Regions from separate parts of the Hordeum vulgare genome. Here region 1 is linked to region 2. Evidence: chromatin contacts called from public Hi-C data. All regions are on one chromosome and are shown on one strand. The core of a region is the stretch at or near the end of the contact, and the rest is flanking DNA. Distances in the headings are between cores, read along the strand shown. Region 1 has its middle 32 kb from the start of LOC123395904. Region 2 holds the start of LOC123395962 (intermediate cleaving peptidase 55, mitochondrial).

Region 1 (2,700 bases), core at 88-2,587, 960 kb before region 2:
GGGAATCTTCTAGGAGGTTCCTGAAACTTTGTTTTCTGTTTTTTTTTTTCATTTTCTTCTTTTCATTCTCTCCTTTTCTATTCCCTTTCTTGCTTTTCTAGTTTCATTTTAGTCTTTTTTCCTGTTTTATGTTTCTTTTTATTTTTTATTTTATTCTTTTCTTATTTCAGAATTTTATAAATTTTTAAAAATCTTCAAAATATTACGGATTTATTTGCATCCAAGAAATGTTTGGTATTTTTCAGAATTGTTCGCGTTTTCACAAAATGTTCATCATTTCAGAAAAATGATACGATCTTCAGAAAAGTTGTTGACCTATTAAAATTTTGTTTACATTTGCAAAGATGGTGGAGATTTGCAAAAAATTTATATGTTAAGTTTTTTTCTTAATTTTAGAAAGTGTTCTTGCGTCCATAAAATTCTTCTAGTTCTTAGACTTGGTTAAAAAATTGAAATAATGTTAAAATTTTCATATTTTCTTTGCATTTCGAAAAATATTTGGCAATTTCAAAACTTGTTCACATATTGCAAAAATGTTCATAGTGTCAAAGAATGTTATGGTTTTTAAAATATATTGTTCATTGTTTCAAAAATTGTTCACATTTCCAAAGTTGGTCGATATTTGCCAAGTTCTTCTCTGTTTCAATAATTACTCTTAAATTTCAAAAATATTTGTGCTTCCAAACATTTTCCTAGTTCTCAGATTTTGTTAAAAAATTCAAATAATGTTAAATATATTCCATATTTTTTTTGCGTGTCCAAAAGAAAATTGGTATTTTTATAAAATTGTTCAAAGTTTTAAAAAATGTTCGTATTTACTGAAAATGTGCAATGTTTTAAAAAAAATGCACGATGTTGAAAAACATTTTTATCTATTAAAAGAATGTCCCAATTAAAAAATTTCTTAGGAATTTCAGAATTATTCTAGATTTTTAAATTTGTTCTTAAAATCATAAAAGTGTTTGTTATTTCAAAAATTATGCCAAATTGTTCCTTTTTAGATTTTGCTCAAAATGTCAAAAAATTTCATGTTTCATACTTTGGTAGTCCTTGTAGTTTAGCGATGCACATGTGCGGCAAGAGCACTTCAGTGGTATTGGCTTCCGTCGATTGCACATCAGCACCTCATCGTCAGTTCAAATCCGAGTTACCGCCATCCATTTTTTCTTTTTTAATCCTCGCTCCACTGGACACCGCAATGGGCCGGCCCAAGTAGACTACACCTGTGCAATTGCCCGATTACTCGCTGCGAGGAGCGACATATAGGAGTTCCCATCCCTAGTCGGCGTTTGTTTTTGTTTTTTGTTTTTTGAGGCAACCTTATCGGCGCTTGTGCCGCCAGCACCTGCAGCTGGAAGCTCCTATACGGCGCTCCAGGCGTCCATTCGCACTGCTGACACCTTCAGCTTCCCGTGCTGGGCCGGTACGGAAAACATTCGGCCAAATTTTAATTATTTTGAAAAAGATTGTGATTTGAAAAAAGTTCTTCATTTTGAAAGAGAAGTTCACAACCCTGAAAAAAGTTCATTGATTTTCAAAACAAAGTTTATCTATTTTGCAAAAAAGTTCATCAAATGGGAAAATGTTCACAGGTTTTAAAAGGAAAAAATATCAAATTTGAAAAAGTCCATAGAATTTGAGAAAGGTTCATCAATTTTGATAAAAAATTCAATGATTTTGAAAAACGTTCATCTATTTTGAAAAACACGATCAACTTGATTTTTGAAAAAGGTCATTGAATTCGAACAAAAGCTCAAATAATTTAAAAAAAAGTTCATTGATTTTTGAAAAAAACATCGATTTGAAAAAAAAAATCACCTAACTGAGAAAAAAAATCACCAATTTTGGAAATATTTCATCAATTTTGAAAAACATTGCATCCAATTGAAAAAAAGTTCACCGGTTTTGAAAACAATTCATGGATTTTGAAAAAAGAATCAGCAATTTTGAAAAATATTTGATCTAACTAAAAGAAAGTCCACATGTTTTTAAAAAATATCATCAATTTTGATTAAAGGTTTATCTATTTTGAAAAACATTTCATCTAATTGAAAAAAAAGATCATCGGTTTCAAAAAAGTTTGCCAAAAACCAAAAAAGTTCATTCATTTTTAAAAATGTTCATGCAATTTATGAAAGATTTCATCGATTTAGAAAAGAAACTTAACGAATTTGAAAACAGAATCGCTTATTTAAGAAAAAAAGAAAAAAGAAAGAATAATATAAAAACTAAATATTTTTTTTCATTGATAGTTGCCAGATTATTATTATTTAGTTGTTAGACTATGATACATTTAGTAGCCACGTTTAATTAAGTTACTTGTCAACTTGGCAATCATGTGTATAGACTTTTGGCAACTACGCTTGCTTAAACCCGACGACCGTGTTTGATAAATGTTTGTTGTCTTGTAGCAATTTTTCATTATACATGATTTAAATGCATGTCATATGTTTGATTTGCTAATTTAAATATGTTAACTTGTAATATTTACATACAACTTTACCAAAAAAAATTATGTGCTTGCTAATTTAACTATTCCGACTTGTCATATTTACAAACAATTACAAAAAAAAAATGGTCATCGATTTTAAATATGCCGAGTTGTCATATTTTTATACATTATCATCCTAAAAAAGTAGTTTGTGCTTGCCCGTTCGATTATGTCAAGATGTCATATTTATACGCGGGTCTGGTGATTGA
Region 2 (2,700 bases), core at 76-2,575:
GATACTGGTTTTTGTCATAACGAGATTAAAATGTTGTCATGCCTGTAAATTTAGAAACAACAAGCACGTGCAGCACCAAACCAGTACGGATTATGATAGTCCCGTTCTTTCGACCTGCTTTTGCCTAATTTACTGTTTGTAACCAGCTTTTTCTGTTATTGTGGCTACTTTTCAACAGCAGATTATAAAAGTTCAGCACAGCACAGTTCAGCAACGACACAACTGCACACCGAGCCTAAAAGAGATGGTACCTCGGGATGAGATCTGGGTGTTGGCTGGCCAACATCAATTATTCCTCCGGTAGTGTATGCAACACGCCTAATTATACTGTGAGAGGTAGATAACAAGCGAGACGCCCCCTGCATCAAAGAATGCCTTGAATCAGAATCCAACACTCGAAAGGTAAACAATGCTATAAAAGCACCCATAAGAGGTGTGGGTGTTATGTTCATGCCACCAAATTGCTCCCATTAACCTATAATTAGCGGTGATTAAGTCATCAATTGCAAGACGAATTCATGACTTCCATGGAAAAGCAAACGTATAATTAGCGACGATTAGAATCCAGGGACCGTCAATTTGGATACTTTGGCATTCCGTTTGTGCTGCCAAGATGTGAGACGTGCAAATCACAATTCAACCAAAACCCATATTAACCAAGGACCTCATCAGAACCGAAGCTCAGGGCATTACCGAAATATCCATATAGCACCTTATCTAGATAATCACCTAGGAAGCGTGAACAGACTGAGCAAAAATATCCCCCCACCCCCCCACCCCACACCATCCCTCGAATCAGAAAAATAGTACCGGTGCGAAAGCTATTCCATTCTACCCTTAAGCTACTCCCAATCCAATATATTCAGTGAAGCTAACAGTCCAAGGGTATCCCGTCAGCTGCTTCTCAAGCACCACGGATCGACCTAGTGGTTAAACGCTCGCAACAAGGTCGGGAACAAAGCCGCGCCTTTGGTGAGCACAGAATACTAATAAACACTAAATGCATACAGAACTACAGCAGATTAATAATCTTCGGCGACGGCAGCGCGGACAGGGACTGATTTAGGGGGGGGGGGGGAGGGGGGGGTGCACGCGAAGAGGGGAGAGGGAACGAGCTCCTCGTCGGCGGTGATTAGGATAGGAATTAGTGGGTTCGATCTGAGTACCTCGCTTGCTCGCAGCGTCCTTCGCAAGAATCGCGCCGCCGTCGCCATGCAGCTCCCTCTCCTGATTCTTCTTCGCCCCTCCGCCAGCCTTCCCGGAGACCCTAACCTGGGACTCTGCGGTGATCCTAGCCGTCCAGAAGGGACGGGAAAGATGTGTACGCAAAACAGTGTCCGTCACTAATCCTAAAGCGTCGTTCGGTCCATGTTCAAGTAGCTTTGGCGATTCCGCTCTAGGCTTCTTCGGGTTCATTTGGGAGTATTTTCTGCCGTTCGTTCCATGTGTTTTCAATTTGCATTTGTGCCATATTTTTTTAATTTTTTCTGTTCCAGCGTCTTCGTTCTACAATCTAGAGAGAACCTACGACTGTAGGATTCCCTTCATTCAATAATATAATGCATCCACGCTTTTTAAGATTTAGACTTGATTATAAATTTAATCAACGTAGTCAATTATGACGGAAGTAAAAATTGTATCATTGAATTCGTATTATTATACTTTACACCCGCAGCAATCGTTCGCGTTGATTAAATTTACTATCAAACTTAAATCTTAAAAAACATGAATGTACTATATTATAAGACGAAGGAAGAATAAAATAATTAGCAAATCTTTCTAAAAAAATAGCAAATCAAAACTAAATAACTCAAGGATGGACGAGCAATACCCTTTGACTCTTGGTTGTATATGCATTTGATACAGGAACAAATAACAATTCCATAAAAAGTCAAAAAATATCTATAACTTTCTTCCAAACAAACTTAACCTTCTGTTGTATCTCTTTCTAATAATAAAGCAAATTCGGTTTCAGATCTTCCGTCTTGAAAATTACCCCTAAAATTTGCATAAGTTACACACCATGCCACTGGTAAGTAATAGAAAACGTTATACAAAGCGAAAAATCTTGAACTGGGCCGGCCCATGTAAAAACCTCCTATATTACGTTCTGCACGCTGGAAGAATATCCAGCACACCGTATGGGCCGGCCCATGCACAGGCGCCTGCTTTTAGTTCCGTTTATTTATTTATTTTCATTTCGGTTTTACTTTTTTATTTAAATAATTTAGAACTATAAATAATCTTTAAAATTTTAATAAATTGGAAATTATAAATCAACATATTTAAAAAATTAAAATGTTTGTGAGTTCAAAAACTGCTCGGAGTTTTGTAAAAAATGTTGGCATATACAATAAAATGTTTGCAATTTTATAAAAATGTTTGTACAATAAGAATAGTCCATGATCTCAAATACAATTTCATGTATTAAAAACTATTAAATACATTTAACAAAATGCTTTCTAATTCAAAATATGTCCTAAAATTTTAAAAATAGCTAATGCCAGTTTTGATAGTTCTTTTTTTTATTTAAAATTTTCCGTTCCATTTTTGTTTATTTATAATTTAAATAATTTAGAATTACAAAAACTTTTGCATATTAAAAAATAGGAAATTGGATTAAAATGCTGACGAATTTTTCTTTCGAATTAAAAATAGGATTCAAAAAAAGCTCCGGATTTTTATATTTTTTTGCAAATT

What was found. Hi-C and Micro-C count contacts between places; a contact is called where the count stands out from the background.
Region 1: a contact with region 2 is called in a Hi-C map of seedling, with 2.4 times the contacts expected there. The contact joins the enhancer-like site here to the promoter of LOC123395962 in region 2. A contact is called at or near these places in 2 of 6 Hi-C or Micro-C datasets (leaf and seedling).

Annotation. Positions count from the first base shown.
Region 1 is chr5H:102,436,993-102,439,692 of MorexV3_pseudomolecules_assembly, reverse strand. No RefSeq gene overlaps it. Among protein-coding and RNA genes, the nearest start is that of LOC123395904, 32 kb to the right of the region's middle. Within about 2 kb of position 1,337, at least 3 of the 3 cell types and tissues checked have open chromatin away from gene starts, as enhancers often do. A contact at or near this core is called in leaf and seedling, where this site is marked.
Region 2 is chr5H:101,480,631-101,483,330 of MorexV3_pseudomolecules_assembly, reverse strand. It overlaps LOC123395962 (intermediate cleaving peptidase 55, mitochondrial), which reads right to left and starts at 1,325. Exons shown (of 13, transcript XM_045090983.1): 1 at 1,167-1,325; 2 at 252-359. The coding sequence starts at 1,214.